Linked DNA regions of Mus musculus: all the other regions are linked to region 2. Evidence: chromatin contacts called from public HiChIP or PLAC-seq and promoter capture Hi-C data. All regions are on one chromosome and are shown on one strand. Each heading gives the region's core, a stretch centred on a gene start, on an enhancer-like site or on the middle of the called end of the contact. The rest is flanking DNA. Distances are from core to core; before and after follow the strand shown.

The links. HiChIP or PLAC-seq counts read pairs in DNA pulled down with a chosen protein or histone mark. Capture Hi-C pulls out chosen DNA fragments and counts their contacts.
Region 1: a contact with region 2 is called in a promoter capture Hi-C map of liver, with 2.6 times the contacts expected there. The contact joins the promoter of Arhgef18 here to the promoter of Timm44 in region 2. A contact is called at or near these places in 1 of 484 Hi-C or Micro-C datasets (embryonic stem cells), 1 of 115 datasets of contacts at active chromatin or transcription factors (microglia) and 1 of 9 other capture datasets (liver).
Region 3: a contact with region 2 is called in an H3K4me3 HiChIP or PLAC-seq map of stem cell-derived neural progenitor cells, with 5 times the contacts expected there. The contact joins the promoter of Pnpla6 here to the promoter of Timm44 in region 2. A contact is called at or near these places in 11 of 39 promoter capture datasets (the 3T3-L1 cell line, the C10 cell line, cranial neural crest and 7 more), 1 of 484 Hi-C or Micro-C datasets (CD8 T cells), 10 of 115 datasets of contacts at active chromatin or transcription factors (astrocytes, bone marrow-derived macrophages, embryonic stem cells and 3 more) and 4 of 9 other capture datasets (adipose tissue, embryonic stem cells, liver and 1 more).
Region 4: a contact with region 2 is called in an H3K4me3 HiChIP or PLAC-seq map of bone marrow-derived macrophages, with 5 times the contacts expected there. The contact joins the promoter of Zfp358 here to the promoter of Timm44 in region 2. A contact is called at or near these places in 7 of 39 promoter capture datasets (erythroid cells, hematopoietic stem and progenitor cells, hippocampal neurons and 3 more), 9 of 115 datasets of contacts at active chromatin or transcription factors (astrocytes, bone marrow-derived macrophages, embryonic stem cells and 4 more) and 2 of 9 other capture datasets (liver and macrophages).
Region 5: a contact with region 2 is called in an H3K4me3 HiChIP or PLAC-seq map of the SCID.adh cell line, with 10 times the contacts expected there. The contact joins the promoter of Pex11g here to the promoter of Timm44 in region 2. A contact is called at or near these places in 1 of 39 promoter capture datasets (stem cell-derived epiblast-like cells), 4 of 115 datasets of contacts at active chromatin or transcription factors (the SCID.adh cell line, bone marrow-derived macrophages, memory CD8 T cells and 1 more) and 2 of 9 other capture datasets (liver and macrophages).
Region 6: a contact with region 2 is called in an H3K4me3 HiChIP or PLAC-seq map of embryonic stem cells, with 7 read pairs. The contact joins the promoter of Camsap3 here to the promoter of Timm44 in region 2. A contact is called at or near these places in 1 of 39 promoter capture datasets (embryonic stem cells), 1 of 115 datasets of contacts at active chromatin or transcription factors (embryonic stem cells) and 1 of 9 other capture datasets (adipose tissue).
Region 7: an H3K27ac HiChIP or PLAC-seq map of embryonic stem cells shows a contact between it and region 2, with 6 times the contacts expected there. The contact joins the promoter of Pet100 here to the promoter of Timm44 in region 2. A contact is called at or near these places in 8 of 39 promoter capture datasets (3T3-L1-derived adipocytes, the C10 cell line, embryonic stem cells and 3 more), 1 of 484 Hi-C or Micro-C datasets (uterus), 17 of 115 datasets of contacts at active chromatin or transcription factors (CD8 T cells, astrocytes, bone marrow-derived macrophages and 8 more) and 2 of 9 other capture datasets (liver and macrophages).

The regions. Positions count from the first base shown.
Region 1 is chr8:3,352,092-3,354,791 of GRCm38.p6, reverse strand. It overlaps Arhgef18 (rho/rac guanine nucleotide exchange factor (GEF) 18), which reads right to left and starts at 1,355. Exons shown (of 29, transcript NM_001370668.1): 1 at 1,062-1,355. The coding sequence starts at 1,065. Gm30369 (a long non-coding RNA gene) reads left to right here. Exons shown (of 5, transcript XR_870091.2): 3 at 985-1,086.
Region 2 is chr8:4,274,554-4,277,253 of GRCm38.p6, reverse strand. It overlaps Timm44 (translocase of inner mitochondrial membrane 44), which reads left to right and starts at 1,349. Exons shown (of 13, transcript NM_011592.2): 1 at 1,349-1,411. The coding sequence starts at 1,367.
Region 3 is chr8:3,514,135-3,516,834 of GRCm38.p6, reverse strand. It overlaps Pnpla6 (patatin-like phospholipase domain containing 6), which reads right to left and starts at 1,424. Exons shown (of 35, transcript NM_001122818.3): 1 at 1,279-1,424; 2 at 267-325; 3 at 86-154. The coding sequence starts at 290. Mcoln1 (mucolipin 1) reads right to left here. Exons shown (of 14, transcript NM_053177.1): 13 at 1,922-2,052; 14 at 1,603-1,821. The coding sequence ends at 1,785.
Region 4 is chr8:3,491,722-3,494,484 of GRCm38.p6, reverse strand. It overlaps Zfp358 (zinc finger protein 358), which reads right to left and starts at 1,347. Exons shown (of 2, transcript NM_080461.2): 1 at 1,176-1,347.
Region 5 is chr8:3,466,096-3,468,955 of GRCm38.p6, reverse strand. It overlaps Pex11g (peroxisomal biogenesis factor 11 gamma), which reads left to right and starts at 1,308. Exons shown (of 5, transcript NM_026951.3): 1 at 1,308-1,384. The coding sequence starts at 1,325. It also overlaps a transcript of Tex45 not described here.
Region 6 is chr8:3,586,186-3,588,885 of GRCm38.p6, reverse strand. Camsap3 (calmodulin regulated spectrin-associated protein family, member 3) reads right to left here and starts at 1,436. Exons shown (of 17, transcript NM_027171.3): 1 at 927-1,436. The coding sequence starts at 1,074.
Region 7 is chr8:3,620,205-3,622,904 of GRCm38.p6, reverse strand. Pet100 (PET100 homolog) reads right to left here and starts at 1,354. Exons shown (of 4, transcript NM_001195244.1): 1 at 1,294-1,354; 2 at 477-563; 3 at 280-312. The coding sequence starts at 1,320. It overlaps Xab2 (XPA binding protein 2), which reads left to right and starts at 1,609. Exons shown (of 19, transcript NM_026156.2): 1 at 1,609-1,677. The coding sequence starts at 1,627.

The sequences.
Region 1 (2,700 bases), core at 106-2,605, 920 kb after region 2:
GTGGGAGCCACATTCAAAGCCTGTCTCCTACCTAACTCACCACCTCCGTTAGAGTGGTCAGCTCTAAATCCACTGATACATGGCTCCAGGGGTCGCCTTCCTACACCCGAGAGTGCACAAAGTCAACAGAAACTGAGGAAACTGTAGTCTTGGGTGTGCCTGGTACAAACCACAGCCTGCCTCCTCACCTCACTCCATTCCGGCAGTTGTTGTGGGAGGTTCCTCAAACTGGGCCACAAAGGGAGCCACCAGTGACTCCCCAGGGTTAAGGGCCTACAGCTGGAGGGCTATTGAGCAGAGGGTGGTCCCCATTTGGAAGACCTGGAAAGATCGGCTTTTCAGCAGATGTCAGCCTTAAAATTTTGCTTTGCAGACAGGATTCTCCAAGTCTGTGTCAGGCAAGGCTGAACAAAACCCCAGAGCCAATGCTTTGAAAGGTGAAGAGGTCAAGCTGCAGTGTGGTGGTATGCGTGCATACCTGTTACCCCAGAACTGGGGAGGCACAAGTAGGAATGCTGGGAGTTGGAGGCAAGCCTGGACTGCATGGTGAGACCCAGATTCAAAAGCAAAACAAAACAGAACAAGGCAAAACACGGACACCTGCTGAAAAGGCGCTTAGACTTCCTCCCTCATCCCTGGCCCCCTACTCCTCCGTCCCCACACAGGCTTTGCTTACAAAAGGTTCCTTCAGACTCCATCATAGGTCTCCTCTAGACCAGGTGGCCTCTGAACTCCCTATGTAGCTGAGGATAACCTAAACCTCTAATCCTCCTGCCTCCATCTCCCAAGTGATGCTTGACAGCGTACAACACCCAGCTTTGACTTATGCAGTGCTGGGGATGAAACCCAGGACTTTGCCCATGCTAAGCAAGCACCCTATCAATTGAGCTATCTCCCCAGCACCCTCCAGGGTCATTTTAGGATTCCTGATCTCTGCAGTGCAAACAGCTGCCCCACTCTCTTACTGTTGTGTCCCGGCTATAGGAGTCAATCTCCTGCCTCACAGACTCTCAGACGTGCAGATCCCGAAGTGCCCACCACTCTTCAAGATAGTCACTCACCCATGAGTTCCCGATTCTTGCTCAGGTAGGTAACTGGCTTTGTTAACAGCTCTTGCAGCTCCCATGTCACACAACCAGGGTTTCAAGGGACACATGAGCCAGGCTAACCACAGAGTGGCTCAACTCTGCCCAGTTTCCTCTTTCTAAGCCACCGGCTTTTTATGGTTGTCTTCATCAATATTGAGCAGCAGGCAGCAGGGGTCAGCAAGGAGAGGAGAAAACAAATGGAGGTGGGTTATGAGGATCTGGGAGTCCACCCTCAGCCTGTACCTGCCGTAGGCGTCACGGGGAAGTAAAGTAAAGAATGTAAAGCCTCCCACGAGGGGAGGGGAGGGGAGGCAGCAGCACTGAACCCCCACCCGGCAGCTTCCTGTGGCGCCAACTGCTGAAGAGGAACGGGGTGTGAGGGCCTCACCCTAACACTCGGGCACACAAACAGAGACACATGGGACATGCAAGTCACATGTCTCTAGACAGACACACGCTGGAACACACATGGGGACAGACACATATGTGGGTGTGTGGACCCATGGAAACATGTGGAGCTGAACGCTGGGTTTGTAAATGTCTACCAGCGATCATTCTGCTTGGTATCTGTCTGTTTTCCCGGTGTAAATACTGCCACTACCGCTAACTCCACTTCTTCAACTAACGCACTGTTACCAGAGCTGTTAAGGTTAGAGCTTGAGTCCTGGCAGTCTCCTAACAAACCAGATTCAGCGACTCATTCTAAGAAAGTCAGTCGAGGAAATGGCTCAAAGGGTCAAGTGCTTGCTGTGCAAGCAAGTGGAATTGATTTTAGTTCCCCACCCCCACCTGACTAAATAAAGTCAGGGTGTGGTAAGGCCACCTGTGAGAACTCCAGTACTGAGCTGGCAGATAGGAGAATCCCAGGGAAGGGCAGGCTACCCAGTCTGATCCAGTGTTCCAGGTTCAGTGAGAGACATTGTCTCAAAAATAAGTGCATGTGGTGGTGCACGCCTTCAATCCCACTGGGCAGGCAGAGACAGGCGCACCTCTGAATCTGAGGCCAGCCCAGTCTTCAGAGGAAGTCTAGGCAACCAGGGCAAACAACAGTGAGAAGTAGAAAAAATGTATCTATTCAGGGTTGCTGCACCTGTAAGAGGACCAAACGGCCCCCTGCTCCTCCCACCTCTCCCCTCCAAGTCCATCCTTAGAGACCTGGTATTAGATGTAGGTTTAAATAGAAGGCAAGAGGTATGCGCAGGGCTGGAGAGATGGCTCAGTGGTTAGGAGTGCTTGCTAGTCTTCTAGAGGACCTGAGTTCAGTTCCCAACACCTACACTGGGTGGCTCATAACTGCTTAATTTCTGCTATAGAAGGTCCTGTGCCCCTTCTGACCTCTATAGGCACCCAACACAATTGCATGCACACACACGCACATATCCACACACAGACAAACACACATACCCCAGACAGTTGCACACACAAGCACATATTCATATACAGACAAACGCACATACCCACAGCCACCTGCATATATACATTCATATATATACACACACAAACAAATACACATACAGGTACACGCACACATATGCACACATGTGCACACACACATACACACTTAATAATAGGAATGAATATAGACTATCTTCACTCCTACCAGGATGGGTAC
Region 2 (2,700 bases), core at 100-2,599:
TTTCAGGGGGAGGAGGAGGAGAGAAGAGGAAGAAGTGGTTTGAAAATCTTGCTCTGAGAGCAACTGGCAGGTCAAGGCACTGTCAGTCATTGTCAACTGTATCTAGAGTTAATCAGCCTTGTTTAGTTTCCAGTTAAATATATATTTTGTAGTTCACCCACCTACATGCCTATCTCTAACACTAACATTGTCCTGTCTCAGAGTGGAGCTGTGACTCATTTGGTAGGGTGCTTGTTTAGCATGCACAGGTTCTATGTTCCATCCCCTGCAGTGTACATAAACCTTCTGTTGTGGTGCACAACTGTGATCAGTAACATTTGGGAGGTGGAGGCAGGAGGATCAGAAGTTCAAGGTCTTCTTCAACTACATAACAAATTGGAGGCCAGCCTGGAGAGTACACACACACACACACACACACACACACACACACACACACACACACTGAGCCATAGGAGTTTTGTTTCTTTGTTTTGGGGCAATCTGTGCACCAGTTTGAATACTTCAAAGGTTTTGCCCTTTTGTAGTCTTTTTATAAATTTTTTATTTTATGTGTATGAGTCTTTTGCTTGCTGGACTACATGAGACCCTCAAAAAAAAAAAAAAATCCGTCAAACAAAACAACAAAAACCCACCATTGAGATGTGAGCTATCCCAATTCTGTACTGAATGCTCCCCAATAGGCCTTTTTGTAGTCATCTTAATTTGTTTGTTTTTGTTTTTCGAGACAGGGTTTCTCTGTGTAGCCCTGGCTGTACTGGAACTCACTTTGTAGACCAGGCTGGCCTCGAACTCAGAAATCCGCCTGCCTCTGTCTCCCAAGTCCTGGGATTAAAGGCGTGCGCCACCACACCTAGCATCATCTTAATTTTATGTGTATAGGTAGGAGTTTTGCAGCATGTATGTCTATCCTCCATGACTGGTACCCTTGGAAGTCAAAAGAGGGTTTCGGATCCCCTGAATCTGGAGTTATAGGCAGTTGTGAGCTACCATGTGCGTGCCGAGAACGGAATCCGAATTCTCTGCCAGAGCAGCCAGTGGACTTAACTGCAGAGCCATCTCTCCAGTCCTCTGTCCTTTTGTAGTTCCCACCTTACCACGGATGGTCTCACAAAAATGCTTTCCTCCCTGAGCCTCAACAAGAGGCTTACCTGTCCTAAACTCTGCCCCCTCCCAGGCTGGATCGCAGAATCCTTGATGTCTTGAAGCATAAGAGACTTGGCTCCCAGAAGACCAATCGGGTTTCTTTCTCCTCTACCTCCCTCCTCCTCCTCCCCCCGGGTTTTCCCAGGCTGGTGCTGTTCTAGGCCGGCGCAGCCGATGACGCGATCGATGAGCGACGCAGGAAGGTCACACGGGCTCTTCCAACATGGCGGCGGCAGCTCTGCGGGGTGGCTGGTGCCGCTGTCCGCGGGTGAGCAGACGTGCGGGGCTGGTAGGGCAGAAATAAGGGGTCTGGACGCTCGGCTTTTAAGATCTCCTTCTCTTCAGTCCCGGATCGCTCTCGTTTTTTCTTATGGGTTCCACGGTTGGGTTAGGGTTCGGTCATTGGGTCAGCCGAGGCTTGGGAAAGTAGCAGGAAGGCCCTGGGGCGGGAACTGATCCCCCACCCCCTCTTCCCCGAATTCAGCGGCAATGCTCGAAGCTACCCTGGAACTGGTCACCTCTCACCTGTCGGTCTGTTCCCTCGTGCACGAGGGAGTCCCTGGTGTCTGGGGAGATGATACCCCATTGAGAAAACAGCTTGATGAAAGTTTGGTTTTTTCTCTCGCTCTTTAAAGTGACATTCACTGTTCCCGTTTGAATGTCAAGTCCTCAGCGGAGAGTGTTTCCTAAATTCCACTTCTAATGATCAGCGTGAAAGTGCAGGAAGTAGTTCTTGCTCTGGATAAGAACTAGAACTCTTGACTTAGGTCAATGTCCTGTTAATACACACTCAGAATATAAATATAGTTCTTTATATTGCTATTGTTTAACCCAGTCTCATTAGGTTAAGGAACGCGAAACTTAGATTAAGCAATCTGCTCACAGACGCGGAGCTAGTAGGTTGCTGATCTGGTCCAAAGCCCAGCTCAGTATGATTCTATCGCCAATTATTAGGAGGAAGGGAAATGTAAAACAAGTTATCCCAAGAGCAAACTTCAGTAACTATAGCCATACTGGTATGCATTTGGACCTTGAGAGCTTGTTTGGAGGTTCTACCTGGGAAGAGCAGGTATATGCTTGACCAAAGAAAGATCATCCTCTTTGACTAAATGTGCAACTTTGAGAAGAACACACGTGGAGCTGGAAGGAAGGAAGGAAGGAAGGAAGGGGGAAAATGACACCAAGTAGCTAGATCATTCAAGTCAACCCTGGCAGTCAGTGCAGTGATAAATGATACAGCCTGATCCTCTTCACTTCTCAACCTATGTGAGTTTGGGATGTTAACCAGTGATTACATAGCTAGGAAAAAGTGGAGAAGAAAAGTTTGTAAAATGAAAAGTGCTTCTGTTAGGTCATTGTGTTTCAGTGGACCTGTGCTGGACTCAACTGCACACAACTACGAGTTCATCATTTGGTAGGATCAAAAAGGGTCTTTCTCATGAGGTTACTGGATTCTCTGCCCAGAGGGGCTCTGTATTTAGAACCTTTGACCAGGGCATGACAGGTCTATTCCATAGTTTTCCCTGCACCAAGAAGTTGTTGGTTTGTCTTTGAAAG
Region 3 (2,700 bases), core at 175-2,674, 760 kb after region 2:
GCCTGGTTCTCGGAGAGAGAATCGCGTGGTGCACGGCAAGACCGCCGGGAGTTGTAGTCCGGTACAAAAATTCCCCAACTCTTACCATTCCGGTTTGCAGTGGGGCCTCCATCGATTGTTTCGGACTAGGTAGCAGGTCTTGTAGCCTGCAGTCCTGGAAATCGAGGAGCAAAAGGGACCAGAACAAGATGTCAATCAAGCCTACCCAGCAGCGCCTACAGGCTCCTTACCCCTAGCTCGTCTCACAAGCCACGCCCCCTAGATACCTTTGGCTGGAGTGACTCCTCCATTCGCCGGGGTTGGGGTGAGAGCGTCTAGAGGGGTACTGCTAGACAGAAGGATAGGGGCAAGTTGATTTCCCCGCCCAGATCAAGGGATGAGACCAGCCCCCAGCTCTTTGTCCTACTTCACTTATGCATAAGGCGGACCAGACTCCGTAACGTTTTCATCTGCACCCTGTGGCCAAAAGGGTAGCCGTCCTGGCACCCACAGTCAGCAGCTCGCTGGCAGGTGCCCTTAAGCCATGATCTCTTCTGGCAGTGGTTCCTTCCTTAGCCTGGCCTTCCGTATGTCTGACTACTCTTGATTAACCAACCCTTAGGCGAGACCCCTTCCTACACCCTGTAAAGACGCGATGTCTCACTCCAGAAGAAACCAGGACCTGTAAGCCAGGAGGCTGAGGGACAATTGGACTTTGGGCTCCTGACCCAAGCCTGGGCCCATCAAGGAAGCTGGGGCGTGCACTGGAAGCACTGCTGTGCAATCTATTGAAAAGGGGGCTCTAGGGCCATCGGAGTAAGATGAGCTCCCAAAGTGTTATAGGCTCGGGCTTGGAGATTTAACTGTCACGTAAAAGGAAAGTTACCGGGTCTCGCGGTGCGGAGCATCCCTGGGATTAGTGAAATGATGCAGGATGTGTAACCAGGGACGCCGGAATTGGGGGAGGGTAGGAGGAACGACGCACTGGAAAGTTACTGAGATCCGGAGATACACATAACTACTTAGGAGTCTAGGAGCTTCCAGGAAGATACCGGGGAAGGTAGGAACGCTACCGGGACTCTCCTGGGACGCTGGAGATCTTTCTGATGCCTTTAGACTATTATTAATGGGAATTTAGAAGGATCGCAGGGCCCTGAGATGTTACCTGGAAAATTGTTAGATTGACTACTTCCATTCCGTACTCCAGGTCGCATCTGACTACCGATGCGGAAACACCGGGACAAGGAACTTAGGAATGGGGGTGGGGTGGTATTGGAGCATCAAAAAGTCGGGACCTACCCGGAATCAGGACAAATCGATCCGGGGCAAAGCTGAAGCTCTCTAACAGTCCTCGAAGGGACACCTTTGCTCGGTCGATGGAAACTCGTACCATTCAGGAGCTGCAACCAGGTCCACCCAGCTTCGGCCAACACCCCTAGTTTTCTGCCCGCTGCCTCAGACGCGGCACCTTTAAATTATTCCGCTGCAGGACACGCCCCATCCCCGCCTCCCGCCATGCTTGGAAGGTCGCACTGCGCCAGCCATGCCTAGTGTGGCGGCCTCTTAAAGGAGCTGACGATTTATGAAAGGGCTGCCTCACCTGTTACAAATTAGACCACCGCATTTACATTCCCTTTTATTTAACAGCCGCCCTACATGCCCTCCCTTTCCCCTGTGTCCGATTCGATCAGCCCAAGCCCTCACAAGGCCTGTCAGACGCAGATCTTTTAAAGCAAATTCTAAAAATAAATAAGCTGGGGTCCCAGCAGTACATGGGGATAAAGTCTAGTGGCAATCATCTTGGATCAGTTCACCAGCAGCGAATGGTCCTCCGGGGAGTCCCTGGAAGAGAGAAATGGAAAAAAGAGGCACCCAGTCTCTCTGGCACACACTTCTTCCCCCAGCCTCTAATCAATCCACAACCCAGATCTGGGGCTCCAACCTTCCACAGCAGCAGAAAAGGCTACAAGCTGAGCCACTGCCACGACGGAACTTGCCAGATGTGGGGCTATCCTGGCACTGCTCGATGTAGGCCTGGAGCTCACTCTTCTCTGTGCCAGTACCTCCTGGGTGCTGGAAAGAGACGATTCCCCGAACTCAGCATGAAAGATGGTCCTGACCTCTAGTGCTCTTTAGGTCCGGCCAACTGGACATCCTGCTGTTGCTCTGATGTGACCACTCTGGGTCTCATTTCTGGACCTTTGCTTTGTGGCTTGCTTCACTGTAGAAATCTTCCCTATCCCCGGATGTGGCCGCAGGTCTCAGGCTCATTGGTTCAGTGCCTTCTGCTGCGGGCCAGAAGCCTAGACTGGTATTTAGTAACCCAGCATCTCAGCTGGAACAGTGTAAAAGAGTTAGTGGGCATAAGGCCTGAACTCCTGCATCCACGGGTCCTGCGTGATATCCAAGTGTTGCAGCGAGACTCAGTGTGGCTGCTTAGGGCCTGGGTGACAGTAATGTACCTGTGGTAGAGCTTCTATCCATGTGGGAAAGAGTGCACACATCCACTGCCAGTGCCTCAGAATGAGGCAGAGTCCCCGAACATTCTCCCTGTGACTTCCTGGCACCACTGCTATTTCTCCAGGTCCTTTCTGCCTCCCAGTCTTTGGATGTTCCTTTCTACAAGTATGCTCTTCCTCGGGCTCCCATCTCCTCAATCTAGAATTCTCAAGAGATGAAGGGAATGTCCCAAGCAGCCACCTAGCTGCACTGACTTTTGGA
Region 4 (2,763 bases), core at 98-2,597, 780 kb after region 2:
AACTAAGGAGGGGTGCATACATGGCCCCCTTCTGGGGAAAGGGGCAGAAGGATCACTAAGAACTCCACAGCCAGAGGGTGGAGAGAGCAGTTAATATAGCAATTTTCCAATTGGCTTATAAGATTGTGGATTTTAACCCCTTGGTGAAGAGCCGGTGATAACTATAGCTTGGGGGGGGGCCTCTGGGGGGTTACAGAGAGAACTGGGGGGTGGGGCACAGAGGGCTGAGGAGGAATGTCTTCAAGGGAAGGGAGTTCCTGAACCACACACTCCTTGATTAGGGTATGAAGACTGTTTTAGGGAAAGAGGCAGATGTGGAGAAAGAGTAACACCTCTCTACCTTGGGGCTAAGTGAACTCTTTGTTGGGCTGGGCTCCAGGGGACTAGGGAGACCTACCTGACCCCAACCTCACAGTCAGGAGATAGTACACAGAGGGGCGCTGAGTTTCCCCCAACAGTTTCTCTACCTAGGCCCAACTGCTGGAGATTAGTGGGCAGTACCCCGGGGTCTCCGCCCAGATTTCTGGAGACAAGGTATTTTTAGATTGCCTTCGAAGGAAGCAGCCTCATGAACTCCCATCTTGAATGGAAACTCACATCTGTCTCGTAGATGTGCAGAGGGCAGGTGCACCCCGATCATCTCTTGGGAAAATGAGCTTCCAGAGCTCTACATCCTAAGACTGAATGTGGAAGATAACAATAACTGGGATTTTTCTTGGGATTCTTGAGGTAACACGACACCTCCCTTCTGAACACACACACACTATGGAGTATAAAGTCCCACATAGGAAGAACAATGCCCCAAGCTTCTCTTGGTTTCCAGAAAAAAAGAACCCCCTTCTGAAACAAGGAGGTGTTCTGTTCTGTGGGTTCCGAGCTAGCGGGCGCCTCCACCCATCCGGATCTCAGATTCACTGTAGATTAGGGGGTGGTCCCGCCGTTGGCCGGATAAACGTACTAGGCCTGAGCTCCTCCGGACCCCCTTCCCACCGCGTCCGCCACCTTGACCCCCCAAGTAGAGCGCTGGCACCATGTACTCTGCAAGGGGTGCGTAGAGATAGCCTGGGGCCGCGCCCCGCACCCTGCTCTTAGTGTTGAGGGGTCTCCTCCCAACCACCTCCCCCTTTTGTCCAGCCTTCCCCAATCCAGCCCGATCCGCTTTCGGGGTCACTCACCCGATGCCCCTCGCCCCTGCCCGGCCTGGCTGCACTCGCGCTGGCCAGCCGGTGTCTCCCCGCCCCAGGCTTGCAGGAAACCCCACCGATCGCCAGACCCGCTGGCGGCCCCCTCGGCCCAGCGGCCCCGCCAGGCACTCCCGGGGAGCGAGAGGGGCCGGCCGAGGGCCGCTGCGGGAGCTGCTGGGACTTGTAGTTCGCTCGAGCCCTCCGCGGCCGGCGCCATCGCTGCCCCCGCGCCGCCCCACCCCACCCCCCCGCCCCCGGGCCAAGCCTTTGTCCCGACCAGGGCCACCCGAGCTGGCGCGCGTCCAGTCTTTGTTTGCGCCCTACCAACCCGCGCCACCCTAACCCTCCATGCACCCATGTGACTTTTCGGGCCCCTTCTCCGACCCCCGATCTTGACTCTCCATCTGTATCTCTGTCTCCATCTGTCCATCTTTCTTCCATTCTGTCCCCTCCTCTCCATCTCTTTCATTATCTTCTTTAAAAAATGGATTCAGTGCCTATGCATGCCGTGTTGCGCATGGGGAAATCAGTAGATAAGTTCCAGGAGTCCGTTCTCTCCTTATTCCATCCCAGGGATAGAACCAGGGTCTGCAGGCTTGGCCGTGCACTTTTACATGCTGAACTATCTCTCCAGTCCTCCTTTTTTCCCCATTCTCCTTCTCTACCGTAATTTATTTTTTCCTCTTTTAATTTCTTTGCCTCTGGCCCAGTCATTTTCTCTGCCTCTGCCTTTTGTCTCTGCCTACCTTTGTCTTGCCTTCTTTTTCATTTCTCTATCTTGTTTCAAACACCAGCTATCATGATACTCAAATTATATAAGCAAGAGGCCGGGGGAGGGTGTGCTTTGAGAAGGCCTGCAATTTAAATATGCACTTGTCTTTTCTTCATCTAGTATTATCTCAGAAAGTTTAGGGCTGTCAAAATGGCTCAGTGGGTGATGGTTTGTGGTAAGACAGGTGGTTAGAGAGGTGACCCAGTCGGTAAACTGCTTGTTGCAGAAGCTGAAGACCTGGCTTGAGATCTCTGTCACCTATGTGGAAGGACAGATTCAGTGGTGGGTATCTAGAATCCTAGCTTTGAGGTGGCTGAGGCAAGAAGACCCAAGGGCTCACTGGCCAGCCAGTCTAGCTGAATCAGTGAGCTCCCAGGGTCATTGTGAGACTGTGTCTCAAAAAGTAAGGTTGGAGGGACAACCAAGTGGCTTAGTGGGTAAAGGTGCTTGGTGAAAGGCCAAGGACCCGAGTCTGATTCCTTAGGACCAACATGGGTGGAAAGATCAAACTATTTTCTAACCTCCACATGGAAGATATACACACACCACTACATAAATAAATGCAATTTTAAAAAATTAAAATAAGGTGGGACCCATTGAGGAAGACACCTGAAGTCAATCTCTCTAGTCCACATATATGTGTAAGTACAAGTTCTCCCCCTCCCCTGTCTCTATCACACAAGTGCACACACACAGAGTTTTTGTTGATAGTAGAATCTTTCACTAATTTTAGGTAACCTTTTGCCCTCTGATCCTTCCATTTTCTCAGCTTCCTATTCAAATGACAGGTGACACCAGAGGCAGTCC
Region 5 (2,860 bases), core at 59-2,558, 810 kb after region 2:
TCTGTGAATGTGGCTCAGTATAGAACATTAGCTTACCATGCAGAGAGCTCTGGGTTCCATCCCAGCACCACACAAACCAGACTTGGTGGCACACACCTGTCATGCCAGCACTTCTGAGGTTGAGGCAGGAGGACCAGGAGGAGTCCAAGGCCAGTCTTGGCTACAAATTAATTCAGTTGGAGCCCAGCTTGGACTACATAAGATCTTGTTTCAAAACAAATACTCAAAATACTTGTGTCTTCACTCCTCCAAACACAACAAAAAAACAAAACAAAACAAAGCAAAACAAAACAAAACACAGCTGGTTAAGGTGAATTCTCTGGGTGCCCTGCTCAGGTAGATATGGATCAAACACCTTTAGCGATCAACTTTTGTCCTTCCTGGAAGGAAGAGTGGAAGAGAACTTTGACTATTTTGTAGTTGTTTTTACACACACGCGCATGTGCACCACACCATAACTGTGGAGGTTAGAGGACAGCTAGCACCAGAGTGGGTTCTTACTTTCAACTATGCCAGTCCCAAGGATGGAACTCATGTCTTCAGGCTTGACCTACATGCGCCTCTACCAACTGTGCCATCCTGCTGGCCCAGAGCTCCCTATGTAGATCTGGCTAGCCTGGAACTCACGGAGAACCTCTGCCCCCTGAATGCTGGGATTAAAGGTACTTGTTCCCTGCCGAGCTCATTTTTCTTCTAAAGGTGCCTTTTAGCCAGGTAACTAATGATATCTAATATAACATATCTAATGATGTCTTGGAGCCTTGTGCCACATGCCTATCATCCAGCATTTGGGAGACTAAATAAGGAGTGTAAGGCCAGTTTGAGCACATGGTGAGTTCAAAGATAGCGTGAACTAAATGAAATCCTCAAAAAAAAAAAAAAAAAAAAAGAAAGAAATCTAATCACCCCTCAAAGAAAGTGAAAATCAAGATGCCTTGTGAGAGTACACCAGTCACAGATGCTCAGAACAGACAAACTGATAAAGCAGGTACATGAAGCCCACAAGTGAAGCTTTTGATTGTCCCCACTCCCCGCTCCCCCCCCCCCCCGCCCGTAGGCAATGAATTAATTTTTGAAACATTTTGCTTGCGGAGTTGCCTAAGCAGCGGTGGAGCGAATTTCAACAGGCTTAGAAGGTCATTCTGGGTGTCCGTGGGCAGGGAGGACAGACGTGGCAGTAATACATTTGCAAACTGGGTTCGGGCTAGCACGCCTACAAGGTAGCAGTACTCGGACAAAGGGCAGGCAGTTGCGCCTGCGCGGACCTTCGGACCTTTCCAAAGGAGTTTGACCCCGCCCTGGGTGACGTCACGACCGAGTTGCCATGGCTCTGCTGAACCGTCTGGCTTCCGCGCTGGAGTCCCACCGGGTCCGGGACCGCCTGGTGAGAGGAAGTCTGGGGCCTTGGCGGGACCGGAGTGACCTGGAGTTTGGTCAGGTCTCAGAGATGAGGAAAACAGGCCAGAGAGGGGGTCCTAAAGGGACCGGTGTCTTACATGACAGCAGGCTGTCGGCAGGCTGGTGTCTTACCTGAGAACTTCCTACCTCAGCCTCCCGAATTGCTGGGATTACAGGTGTGTGCCATCACACACAGCTTGAAACTAATCATTTCTGATAAGCAAGTGAAATAATAAAAGATCTGGGACTGTAGCCCACTGCATTCCTAGCATAGACGAAACCTTTAGGTCCTTCCTCAGCACCGCACAAACCAGATATATTGGCACAAGCCAGTGATCTCGGCACTTCTAATGGAAAGATCAGGAGTTCAAGGCCAGCCTGGGCTACAGGATACCCTGTCTCAAAACAAAAGAAACAAAGATACAAGGGCGGTGAGCCTGCTAAATTTCCGTGTTCTAAGTGTCTTACTGAATGGCCCCTCTCTAAAGTCTTCCAAGCAAATGGCTATTTTGCCACCTAGACTGCTTTTTCAGTCCTGCTAAAGGCAGAGCTAGGCGGAAGAGCCTTATGCCCCTGCCTGTGGGCAAAGGAGAGCCCAGGAGGTGGGAAATAGTTTTGTTTTCTGTCATTTCAACCATTGGTGAGCAAGCTAGCACTCTAATGGGACTCCCCATGGCAACTCTTCCCCCCCTCCCCTTCCCCTCTCCTCTCTTCCCCTCTTCTTTCTTTGTTGAAACAGGACCTTGTTATGAAGTTCTGGTTGCCTATAACTTACCTTGTAGTCCAGGCTGACCCTGAACTTTCTTGTCCTTATGCCTCAGCTCCCCAAATACTGGCTGGGATGACAGGTGTGCCTCACCACACCCGGCTATGTGGCACTTTTTGGATTTTGATGTCAAGCTCTCCTCTTAACTTCTGCCTTGCCTGGGATGTTGGCTCAATTGGTAGAGTGCTTGTGCATTGTGCACGATTTGGTCTCAGTCTCAAGTACACCAGATGCTTGTACACCTCTCATTCCAGAGTTTGGGAGGTGGAAACAGGAGGATCAGGAATTCTAATCATGACCACGGTGTCTGGTTAGCCTGGGCTACGGAGACCCCGTCTCAAATTAACAAATTAGAATAATGTTACATCTTTTAAAAAAGGAAGAGAGAACGAAAGAAGCTTTCAGTTTTAGCCAGATTAAGTGCCCCATGCTTGTTATTACAGCCTTGCGGATGCTGAGGCAGGGGCATGGCAGTGACTTGCTGGGCTATGCAGTGAGTGAGGTGAACGTGAGACCCAGCCTCAGCAACCAAAAGAAAGAAACAAAAGATAAAAACCTTTCAGATTGGGTTGGCAGTTTGATGACTCTTAGAACTTTCTGGGTTTTTTTGAGACAGGATCTCAGTAGCCCAGGCTGGCCTTAAACTTGGAGGTGATCCTCCTGCCTCTGTTTCTCAAGTACTGACAAGTATAGGCC
Region 6 (2,700 bases), core at 187-2,686, 690 kb after region 2:
CAAGCCTGGCCTCCCAGTTCTATCCTGTGGTGGCTGAAGCTGCCCAAAGCCAGGACTTGGAGAGCCTTCCCAGGTCTGATAATCCACCTTCCTCATTTGCCCAGTAGGAATGGCCCTAGTCCTTCAGGCCTGTGGGCATGCGGAAGGGAGGAGAAAAGGGGTGGCTTCAATAAGAGAAGGCCTGGCCGCCCGAGCTGCCACCCTAGAACAGCTGGTGAATGAGCCATTTATGCCTACCTGAATCCTCAGGAAAATGTGGCAATAAGTCACAACTGCCAGCCTTTACGGGGCCATCGAGACGAAAGAGTGGTCCCAGACACACCACACACACACACACACACACACACACACACACACACACACACGCTGGCCACCGGCAAGGCAGGGTTTGTGTCCCAGTCACTGAGCTGTAGCTCTGATCTCTTAAAACGCTCCTTGCGGGGTCCAAGCCACCGCGTACACGTTGTGAGGGTAGATAGGGAAGGTGGGGGTAGGAGGAACCATCACAGGCTTCTGATGTGTGTGAAAGGGGAGTTGGCCATGCAGTTAGGCCCTGGGGTCTGAGGAGTGGGGTGGGAGGCGGGAAGCAGAGGACTACCAGGAGACCCTTCCCCCACCACACACAAAATTGGTCTGCAGACCCCACCCCTGCTCACCTGGGGGCTCTGATCCCGGGGTCCCAAGGCGCACAGCCTCTTGGCGGGCCCCACCCCCGACTGCGTTCCAGCGACCCGGGCGGGCAAAGTCCAAGGGCCCCGTCCGAGCAGGAAGCTTGGAGGCCCAGCTTAGCAAAGACCAAAAGCTCGGGGACCCTAGGCAGCCCCGAAGCTATTGTTCCCACGGCCCCGGCTTGGCGCCCCGCCCCCCGCACCTGCCGCGCCCCAGCCTGGCTCCCCCGGTCCCCTCCCCAAAGGCCCTCGGGTTACCTGCTCCCCCGAATGCGGCCCGCAGCACCCACGCCAGACTCGCCGCCGCCTTGGCTCGAGAGAAATCGTACTGGTCCAAAGACTTGATCTCGGGGACCAGGAAAGTCCTCCGCAGTGGCCCGGACCCTGCGGGCGCCGCTTCCACCATGGCGACGCCGGGGTTACGGCCGCCCGGGTCCGCGCGCTCTGATGGGCTGGGCTGCGTGCGCTGCGCTGCGCTGCGCTGCTGCCGAGCCTCCGCCACCCCGAATCGGGTTGCCGCCGCGGCTGCTGCTGTTACTAATAAAGCTGCTGAGGCGCCGCTGAACCAGGTGCGGTCGAGCGCGCTGGCGACGCGGCGTCGACCCCGCCCCAAGGCGGAACCCAGGTGCGCCCCGCCCCCAGATTGGACTCAGTTCTCTCTGGCTCCTGGGTCCACATGGGTCCCCACTGACATTAAAGCTTCCATAGGTCCTCCTGCTGCAAAGGGCGGCAGTGATGGCGGATGAGGGAAGGGCTGCAGAAGAACGCATGTCCCTGTATGCGTTCTCGTGTGTGTGTGTGTGTGTGTGTGTGTGTGTGTGTGTGTGTGTGCGCGCGCGCGCGTGTGTTCCTGCTCACTCCCGGACCCTGGAGAGGCTTAGGGACCCTTTGTCATGGATGTCCATGTAGGCTTTTGATCCCACACATATGCAGGTGGAGTTCACATATGCATATGGAGTTTGTGGCTATTACTATACAGTAAGTTCTAGGCCAACCAGGGCTACACAGCAAGACTCTGTCCTAGTTTAAAAAGAAAATGAATGTGTTTGTATCCACTTGCTTGAGAGTACCTGTGAACATCTCTGTCTATAGGTATCTAGATTTGTGATGTCATCTGTTTGTGAAGGTGACTGTTTCAAACCTGTTGTGGTACAATGGTTTGTATTAAGTGGCTAGGGTTGTGCCCTAGTTGACAGAGTCCTTATCTGGTATGTACAAAACCTTCTCCTCCATCCCAAGCACCAAATAAGCTAGGGATGGTGGTAGGTACATGCCTAGAATCATGGCACTTGGGAAGTGGGAAGAAGAGAATTTTTGTAAGTTCAAGGTGATCCTGGGATACATGAGATAAATAAGTAAAATCAAAGAATTGTGTTGTACAACCTTCTGTGTTCTAAGATTGGAAATGAAGGAAGAGAAAGAGCGGGGGGAGAAAGAATGATGTGAGTCTAAACACATCTATCATATAAGGGTGTAATTGTTGACTCTGTCAGGGCAGGAAGATGGCAGAGATACCAAGTGGGTGTATTTAGGCAGGAGAAAAGCTGTGTATGTGAGATTAGCTCTGTAGGGTTACTAGGTGGATTGCAAATGTCCTGATGTGTACCTTTGATATCTGCAGTATTTGTTGAAGAAAGCCTCTGACTAGATGTAGGTAAGGGTCTGAGAGGATCTGTGTGTTTGCGGGTGTGGTTGTGTGCATGGGGCTTTCTGTGTGTGACTAATGATGTGTAGGTGCATACTTTTTTTTTTTTTTTTTGGTATAAACAGTCTTTTGTGTGTGTGTGTGTTTTCAGGTTCAGCATTCCCAGCTCCATAATACAAATCTATTTATCTACAGAACTGGGTTGGAACACTCACTGTTTGGGGGCCTGTGTTACAGGTGGCTTGAGTGAGGTGAGGCAGAACCTAAGGGACTCCCCTCTGTTGACTAGATGGATCTTAGAAAAAGGCTGGCAGCTATGATTTTATTTTTTTTATTATTTATTTATTTATTTTGGTTTTTCCAGACAGGGTTTCCCTGTGTAACCCT
Region 7 (2,700 bases), core at 105-2,604, 650 kb after region 2:
TACAGCTTCCTCTCCTGTCTCCCTCTCTCTATCCCCATGCAGCCCAGGCTAGCTTCAATCTGATACTCCTCCTACTCCTCCTTCCAAGTGTCCGTAGGTATACACCATCACAAACAACAAGAAACCTTTATGGAGACAAGGTCTCTAGCCCAGGCTAGTCTGGAATTCCTACTCAGTCTGCTGCTTCCACTTTCCTACCTATGGCTGAGGGTGAAATCTTTATTCCAAGCCCAACTAGGTAAGAGTGACTCAGCTCCTTGGGGAAAACAGGTTACTGACCTGACCCTCCTTCTCTCTTGGCCACAGCTCCCTCTGTGGAACAAAGTCACAGGTGAGAACACAAGGCAGGAGAATCCAGAGCCCCACATCCACAACAGGGTTGACTCATGAGAGGCAGACAATGGATCTCAATAGCAAGTTGGTGCTTCATACCCTCCCTTCCGCAGGAATTATCCATCAAGCACTTTGATACCCACCTTACGCTGGACAACATAGTCCTCAAACCACTCAGCCTGATTGGAGATCCAGAACATAACCACGGGGAAAGTGAGGTAGAGGGACATCTGTAAAAGCAGAGGTGGGTGGAGCACAGGGAGATTGCAGGGAAGCCCAAAGGACAGGTCCGGAGCTCAGCCTCAGGGGCTCCCCGGGAACCCCAGAAATCCTACCCGGAGAACAGAAACCTGGCACCTTAAAGCCTGGTTTTCATGATCAAGCAGATTTTACTCGTAGTAGTTCTGTCCACGACTCCCTTCCACCACCACCACACACAAACACACACACACACACACACACACACACACACACACACAGGCACACGTGCACGAAGGATGTAGAAGAGAGGGAAAGGAAGAGAGAGACTAACAGTCCAAGGGTTCCTACTACAAACACATATCCTTGAGATGTTATTAACTCCCAATCTGATACCCACCCGTAGCATCTCATATAGAGGGCCCTCTTTTTTTTTTTTTTTTTTTTCCAAATATATTCTCCTACTTCTAGAAATCCTATCTGAGACCCATCATGAGCTCTGGGCTCTCCTTCTGGAAACCCCACTCTGGATCTGAAGCCTCCCTTCCTTGAACCACCCTCTTCAGCTCTCCCATCTCTGAGACGCTTCCCTCCATTCTAAGCCCCCACATCTAGTGCTCCTTCTGCTGGGGTGCCAGTACAAGTCTCAGACACTTTCTCTGTGGAACGCCTCCCTGCCTTGCGCTTCTCTCACTTCCAAGATCTATTTTCATTTTCTGAAAGACCCCGGGTCCAGACGTCCAACGCCTAGAACTCACTGACCCGAAACACCTCCAGCTTCACCCCCATCTCGCTCTTCGGTTTTACGAAGCCACTTCCGCCCAAAGTCGACTGTCCAGTAATGCAAAACCTCATTGGTGCTGCCCAAGGGCCAATACGGAAGCGGAGTGGTCAGGAACCCGGGTCTGTGACGTCATCTTCCGGCGCCCCTTTGCTTCCGGTCACTTCCTTAACCACTCAAAATTTAACAGAGCAAGCGGTGCTGTCAAAGTGCGGTGCAGCCAATAGAAAACGGGTCTGTCTCGAAGAGGGCGGGCCTTCTGTGCGTGACGCCACTAGAGCGCGACTCTCGTCTGTACCTGGAGAGCCAGGAAGATGGTGGTGATGGCGCGAGTTCCGCGTTCCGAGCGGCCGGACCTTGTTTTTGTAAGTCTGCAGCGAGGTGGAGGGTGATTCGCTAGGGAAGATCCAAAGCTGGATACCTTACAGGATCGGAGTCTGGCTCTCGGGGGGGGAGGGCGGGGGGGGACTAGACCCCAGTCCATGGGGCGACATGTCAAAACACTGATCAGACCGGGAATAAAGAACCGTACGTACCCTCATGGCTCGAGTGAGGAGCTGCTGTTGAGGTTAAGAGGCCAGGAGGGGAATGAGAGTGAATCGACGTGGATTTTGATAGGCATAGTGACCGGCTAGTGTTCTGGATTCTGGATAACGGCTTGATGCACTCATGGAGATCACCGGTATCTGCCACCTGAGAAGAGGCTGGGGAAAATAATAAGTTAAAAACTTTAAAACTTTGGGTTGGGTGTGGTGGTGAATGCCCTTGATCCCAGAACTTGGGAGACAGAGGCAGGTGGATCTCTGTGAGTTTGCGGCCAGTGTGGTCTATATAGTGAATTCCAGGACAGCTAGAACAAATAGTGAGACCCCTGTCTCAAGAGCAACAAAACAAAACTTTAAAATGTTATTATACAGGCCAGGTATGAAGATAGGTGCGGTGGTGATAGTGTAAGCGTGAAGGATCAAAAGCCTGATGTCCGGGAGGAAGTGTGTGGTGCCTGGATACAACCAGCTGTCCATGACAGCGGCCAGGCCTCTGGCCCTAGTGCTGTGAGACGCTAGGGATTATGGGAAGGGCATAAGAGAAAATAATGGATGGTGAAGATATCCAAAACTCCTTGTATATATGTATGAAATTGTCAAAGACTTCTTAAGAGTGTGAGGATTGGGGCCAGGGAGTGAGATTTACTGAACAAAGCTGATATCTGGGCAGAGTCTCCTTAACAACTAAGAGATCTGTGTGGGCAGTTGAGTGCTGAGAGCCAGAGGTCTAAACTAACACTCTATCTAGCACAGTAGTTTGAAACCTTCCTAATGTGTGATCCTTCAATACAGTTCCTCATGTTGTGTAACTGCCAACAATAAAATCGTTTTCATTGCTACTTC